2 separate regions of the Mus musculus genome follow, and region 1 is linked to region 2. Evidence: chromatin contacts called from public HiChIP or PLAC-seq data. All regions are on one chromosome and are shown on one strand. Each heading gives the region's core, a stretch centred on a gene start, on an enhancer-like site or on the middle of the called end of the contact. The rest is flanking DNA. Distances are from core to core; before and after follow the strand shown. Region 1 has its middle 17 kb from the start of Mir129-1. Region 2 overlaps Snd1 (staphylococcal nuclease and tudor domain containing 1).

Region 1 (2,824 bases), core at 127-2,626, 450 kb after region 2:
GGGAGACCTCAGAAATAAGCAAACCGTGAGCTGGTTGTACTGGCCCATGGACTCAGAGGCAGGGCTGCCAGGTTTTAGCCAAGGTCAGCCTACAGAAGATGGCCTTGTCTCAAAAAAGGGGTGGTGGTGGTGGAGAAAAACCCAGCATGAAGTAATTTAGCAAGACAAAAATGAGGAATACATAAAGCCAGGTAGAGTTTGAGGGGTCCTGCAAAGGAAGCAGCTTGTATGTTAAACACTAGGGGAGCCATGGACCTTTGTTGAGACATTGAGAAATGAGTGGAAAAAGAAGGTAGTAAGCCAGGGCCAAGAGAATAACACTCCCCACAGTGGGAACAGCAGCAAAGAGCCCAGCAAGTCAGGAGTCTGATGAACCATAGCAGGCCAGTGTGGGCAGAGCAGAGTGGCCACCAGGAGCTTGCAGGAACAGAGGGGCTTGAGATAATTAGAAGCATGGCAGTAGTGTAGCTAGCAAGGGTACATCGAGGTGTGAGGCTAAGAGGAAGGTCTCCTTTGTCTTCCTTACCAGGGCATAGTCGTCCCCCCCCTAGCCACCCCCCCCCCCCCGTGTGAGTGGTCACCAGTCTGCTCCCAGTAGGGGCTCTAAGTCCTGGAATCCTGGGATCATGCAGTATTCCCCACCCTAGCTTTATCTCCCTTTCCTGTGGATATTCTCGGTTCCTTTTATTTTTATCCAGACTTTCTGGATTGGCTTTACTTTGTACACAATCAAATTCACTTGTCCACTTTGATATATTTAGTATTTGTGTGCTCAACAAGAGCCCATCCCTTTGGTGATGGTGTTATTCCGTCTTCTCGTCTGCTTCCCTGTTGCTCAGATAAAACACAGACTGAGGCCCACGTGGGAGGAAACAGTTGATTTGGTTTACCGGTTACAGTCCATCATGAAAGGAAGCCAGGACCCGAGCTCCAGGCAGGAACTGAGGCTGTTGGCTGTTCAGCTACCTTTCTTCTACCTCCCAGGACCACTTGCCCAGGGATGACATTCCCAGGGGGCTGAGCCCTCTCACATCGATCAATAATCAAGGCAAAATCTCCCCGGACATGGCCACACCCGAGCTTGGTGCAAGCATGGCCACATCCCAGCCTGGTGCAAGCATTCCCTCCGTCAAGGTCTCCTCCTTTCTTATGACTCTAGTTTGTGTCAAGTTAAACTAATCATAACAAATGTCTTTGTATCTTTTTATACACTAGGCCTTCTAGGACTCCTGGCCTTAGGCCACTGCTGATCTTTTTGCTACTGTGTTTTCACCTGTTACATAGACTCACATAGTTTGAATCAGGCAGTACACAGTGTTTCTGTGCCTGGCCCATTCCTCTTAGCATAATGTTCTTAAGAGTTCTCATGCTAATACGGCTATCAGTGCCTGGCAAGGTAGCAATTAGAATGCACTTCCTTAACAGTCAAGTCAGCCCCTCGGTCTGGTCTGCTTTCTAGAAAGTGTGAGCGGTTACTGGGAAATGGTGATGCGCTGGATCCATTTTGCTAATATTGACACGTGTTTGACTTCTTCTAAGATGTATTTATTTACATACATGTTTTATTCATGTGTGTGTGTGCCTTCGTGAGTTTATGTGCATCGATGCACTACTACAAGCCATAAGAGGGTATTGGGTCCCTGAAAGTAGAGTCACTGGTGGTTCTGGGAGATCAGTAAGTGCTCTCAACTACTTGGCTATCTCTTTGGCCCCATATATTTGACTTGTATATATTCTATATATCCAACAAAGTTATTTTAATAGTTGTCTTTAAAACAAGTCACAAAGGAAAAGTAACAGCCTTTTAAAATTACCCCATGTATCTAACTTCAAGTGTTCCTCTTTCTCCCTGTAGGATCCCAGTGTCTCTCTGGTGTCTTTCTATTCAGCTTGAAGAACTCCCTTTACCAATGGTCATATGGATAGCTGCAAACCACGAACTCTCTCAGTTTTTACATTTCTGAAGGTTCAATCCTTCGTTTTTGAAAAATATTTTCAATAGATACATAATTTGGAGTTAACAGGTATTTAAGGGCAGGGCTGCTTGTTTTCTTTCAACATTGGAGAAAGGTGTTCCCCTGCCTCCTCCTCACCATCTCCTGTAATCTGTAGTGTTAAGATGTCCCTGCACCCCTCCCCCAATTTTTAGCTTTAGTTTAGAATTTGAGTCATCTCTCTAGCCCCTATGCCTGCCTGCCTGCCTGCCTGCCTCCTTCGTTCCCTCCCTCCCTCCCTCCCTCCCTCCCTCCTTCCTTCCTTCCTTCCTTCCTTCCTTCTTTTCTTTCCAAGTCAGGGTTTCTCTGTGTAGCCCTGACTGTTCTGGAACGCTTCCTGCAGAACAGGCTGGCCACGAATTTGGAGATCCACCTCCTGACACTGCCTTCTGAGTGATGGGATTAAAGACATGCACCACCATGCCTGACCTACCCCCCCCCCCGCCTTTTTTTTTTTTCAAAATAAGCGTTTTTTATTTATTTGCTTGTTTGTTTAGTGTGTGTGTGTGCACAGGCACATATATGTGCACAAATATGGGTTTTGAAGATTGAACTCTGGTTGTCAGGCATAGTAGAAAGTGAGGCATCTTCCTGCCCCACTGGGTCTTTTTTATATCTACCGTTTTTTTCCTGTGGGAATTTCTGTGTGCACTCATGCAAATTTCTAAAGTTTCTTTTCTTTTTTTTGCAAATGTATTTATGTGTTTATTGTGGCATTATATTTACTTATAAAGTACTCACTAACTATCAATTATAACAAAAAGCCCTCACCAGACCTTCACAGTAGCTCCATGAGGAAGTAGTTAACATTAACTCCATTTCACGGATAG
Region 2 (2,891 bases), core at 195-2,694:
TTTGCTGGTCCCTTCCAGCGTGTGTTAAACCTCCAACTCAGCGTTTTCCCAGGAAAATGTCCGAGTTCCTTCCTGCCGCCTGAGCTACTTGGAGCCTTTCTGTCAGAGCACAACTGTGGCTTGCCTGGAAGATTGCTCTGAGCCCCACCTCCTCCCTCTAAAAGCTTTTCGCCTCACTCCGCCTGCTTTGCCTACTCCAGTCCTCCTCTGAGGAAGAGTAGCTGACTCCTTCAGCTCAGGCAGGCTTATCTGCAGGGGAGCTTAGTTAGTTCTGGGCTGCCTGGATCTAGAAATAGCAGAGCTGTGGAAGATGACTGCTCCTCTGGGTAAAGAACAGCAGGTAGAGGAAGGCAGTTCCTCTTGTAAGGAGAGTTCTCAATCCAAGAAGATAGAAATGAGCCTGATACTGTTGAAGGAAACTGACAAATGTAAAACTCAGTGCAGTAAAACCCTGCAGCCTTTCGTTTCTTACCACATCACCTAGCAAGAAATGTGTTCTGAGGGCTGGAGCGGTAGTGTTTCGTCCTGTCCTGCCTGTCTGTGTTATAGATCTGCTCGCATGTACTCAGGGAAGCAGGTGCTCTCTGGCAGAGTCCCGTTGTTTCTGTTCTCTTTCCTCATCTCGCTCTTAGTAGATGTCCCTGCAGGTGTGATCATGGCTGTGCTTGCTTTTGCATTTTATTTGGATCCCTCCCCCATCCTAGGTTCTTCCATCTCCACTCGATGATCTCTCTCCCAGGAATGGATTCTCCTACAGGAAATAAGAGGTGACCCCTTGTATTTCAAATGAAGAGTCTCTCCTAGTGAACAGTCTAGGCAGCTTGGTTGGTGGCTCGCTCCTGCGCCTGTCATGTTAGCCTCACAGGAGCTCCTTGTGTACCTTGTGTCGCTTGTAAAGCCTTGCTGTGGCTTTCCATGCAACACGAACCCGTCGTGAATTCTTAGCGTTGTTAAATTGTCTCTCATTTAGCTGCCTTGCTGTGGTTCATCCAGAAAGAGCAGCTTCTTGAACATGAATTCACTACCTCAGAAAGGGGCAACAACAAAACCGCCTTCTACTTTGCTTGAGCAACAACAACATTTAAACTGTTTCTGTAATGCCGTGGTGTACTCTACAAACTACATTTGTGCAGTTTAAGCAAGACTCGTGTCCTGCTTCTAGAATTTAAATCAGTTGATGCTTTCATTGGCATATTTTCTTGCTGATATTTATAGATACATATTTAAGGAGACTTGTCAAGGCTTTTAAATAGTGAGGTAGACTGGTCCTCATTTTAACTTTTTTTTGTTGTTGTTGTTGTTGTTGTGGGGTTTTTTTTTTTTTTTTTTTTTTTTTTTTTTTTTTTTTTTTTTTTTTTTTTTGATACAGGGTCTGGTTCTAGCTGCCCTAGAACTTGCTATGTAGATTCACCTCCCTCTGCATTCTAAATGTCTGGATAAAAGGCATGTGCTACCACGCCCTGCTCACATTAACTGTTTTAATGTCCTCCTTTAAACTTGGTACTTCGTACTAGTAGTAGGAGATTTAAAAAATATAGCTGCTAGAAAAGGTAAGCTTTGCCTCATTGATGTTGTGGGAGGTCGCAAGCCTTCAGCAGGTTCCTCTTCTCTTTATAGATAGGCTTACTTTCTTTGCTCTTTTTTTTTTTTTCTTTTTCCTTTCCTGACCTCTCAGATCCTGGGATGATAGTCTATACCTGGCTCATTCCCCTCTGATTACCATCTTACATCATTCTTTCTTCCCAATTGCATGGTCTTCATTACTAAAGTTTCTCTTTCTCCTTTTCTCCCTCTTCAACAAGTCCATCTCGGCTCTGTTGTTTGCTTGTTGTGGGCTGGTCTGTCTACTTTGGGGATCTTAAGCTTCTGTGGTAAGGAGAGCTAACTGCTTTCACATGCAATCTGGCACAGAGGCCATAACATTCTAAGCACAGTGTTTATATATGTGTGTGTGTGTAAGGGGAACACATGGATTTTATAGCTCAATGTTCCCATCCATGCATTCAAATAGTTGTGCACTGGAAACATTTTGGGGAAAACCATACATCTATATTCAATAAGAACTGATTTTTCTTATCCAAATAGTCAAATCTAGGACTTCACAAAAACTTGCCATTATTTCTTAAACAAATGAGCATTCAAATAACCTAGCCCCTTCATTCCATTTTCCCTGCTTCCCTCCTTTCCTTCCCCCTCACCTCACTGCACACAGGGGTGTGTGTGTGTGTGTGTGTGTGTGAGAGAGAGAGAGAGAGAGACCGGGGGGGGGGGTGTTGATTGATTATTAGTTTGTCATGGAGAGCTAATCTTTGGATACTGAGGGATTTTTTAGAGTCTTGGTGGCCCTGAATTCATGTTCTGAACTTGGAGATTAGGGTCTCTGGTGTTTCTGTTTCTGGCTGTTCTTTGACCTTGCCATGTCTCCTTTACCTCTGTTCCCCTTCCCTGCTAGGAAATTGATGCCCATATGTACACTTCTAAGGGATCCCCTGGTGCAGAGTTCTACAAGGGCAAATCATTTGATTGTTAACGTTAGATTCACTGCAAATATGGCAACCCAACATTATTGCTTCTCATTTGCTGCAAATGAGCTGCAAGCCTTCTGGGCTTACACAGGACTGCTCTGAGGACAAAGATTAAGTGGATCTCTGCTGGTGCCATATATTTTGATTGAACAGTAGAGCTGCGGTGCGTTTTCAGGGTCTGCCACCGACCGCCTCTGCCCTTGTCTCCCTTCCACAGCTCTGTGCCCTGTTGGTTCTCACACTAGCCCCCTTCCCCCGCTGAGCTTTTTCTTTTGAAAAGAGGCCAGCTCAGTTTCTCGTAAGGTGTCAGTTTTGAACTCCTTGTGTTAAAATCTTTGTGTTAAAACTGGGGCTCAGAATGCTCAT

The links. HiChIP or PLAC-seq counts read pairs in DNA pulled down with a chosen protein or histone mark.
Region 1: a contact with region 2 is called in an H3K27ac HiChIP or PLAC-seq map of embryonic stem cells, with 5 read pairs. The contact joins two enhancer-like sites. A contact is called at or near these places in 11 of 115 datasets of contacts at active chromatin or transcription factors (embryonic basal ganglia, embryonic forebrain, embryonic hindbrain and 4 more) and 1 of 9 other capture datasets (embryonic stem cells).

The regions. Positions count from the first base shown.
Region 1 is chr6:29,004,630-29,007,453 of GRCm38.p6, forward strand. No RefSeq gene overlaps it. Among named protein-coding and RNA genes, the nearest start is that of Mir129-1, 17 kb to the right of the region's middle. Within about 2 kb of position 1,377, at least 6 of the 459 cell types and tissues checked have an H3K27ac peak or open chromatin away from gene starts, as enhancers often do. A contact at or near this core is called in embryonic stem cells, where this site is marked.
Region 2 is chr6:28,555,022-28,557,912 of GRCm38.p6, forward strand. The region is part of intron 10 of Snd1 (staphylococcal nuclease and tudor domain containing 1); the gene reads left to right. Among named protein-coding and RNA genes, the nearest start is that of Snd1, 76 kb to the left of the region's middle. Within about 2 kb of position 1,445, at least 25 of the 459 cell types and tissues checked have an H3K27ac peak or open chromatin away from gene starts, as enhancers often do. A contact at or near this core is called in embryonic stem cells, where this site is marked.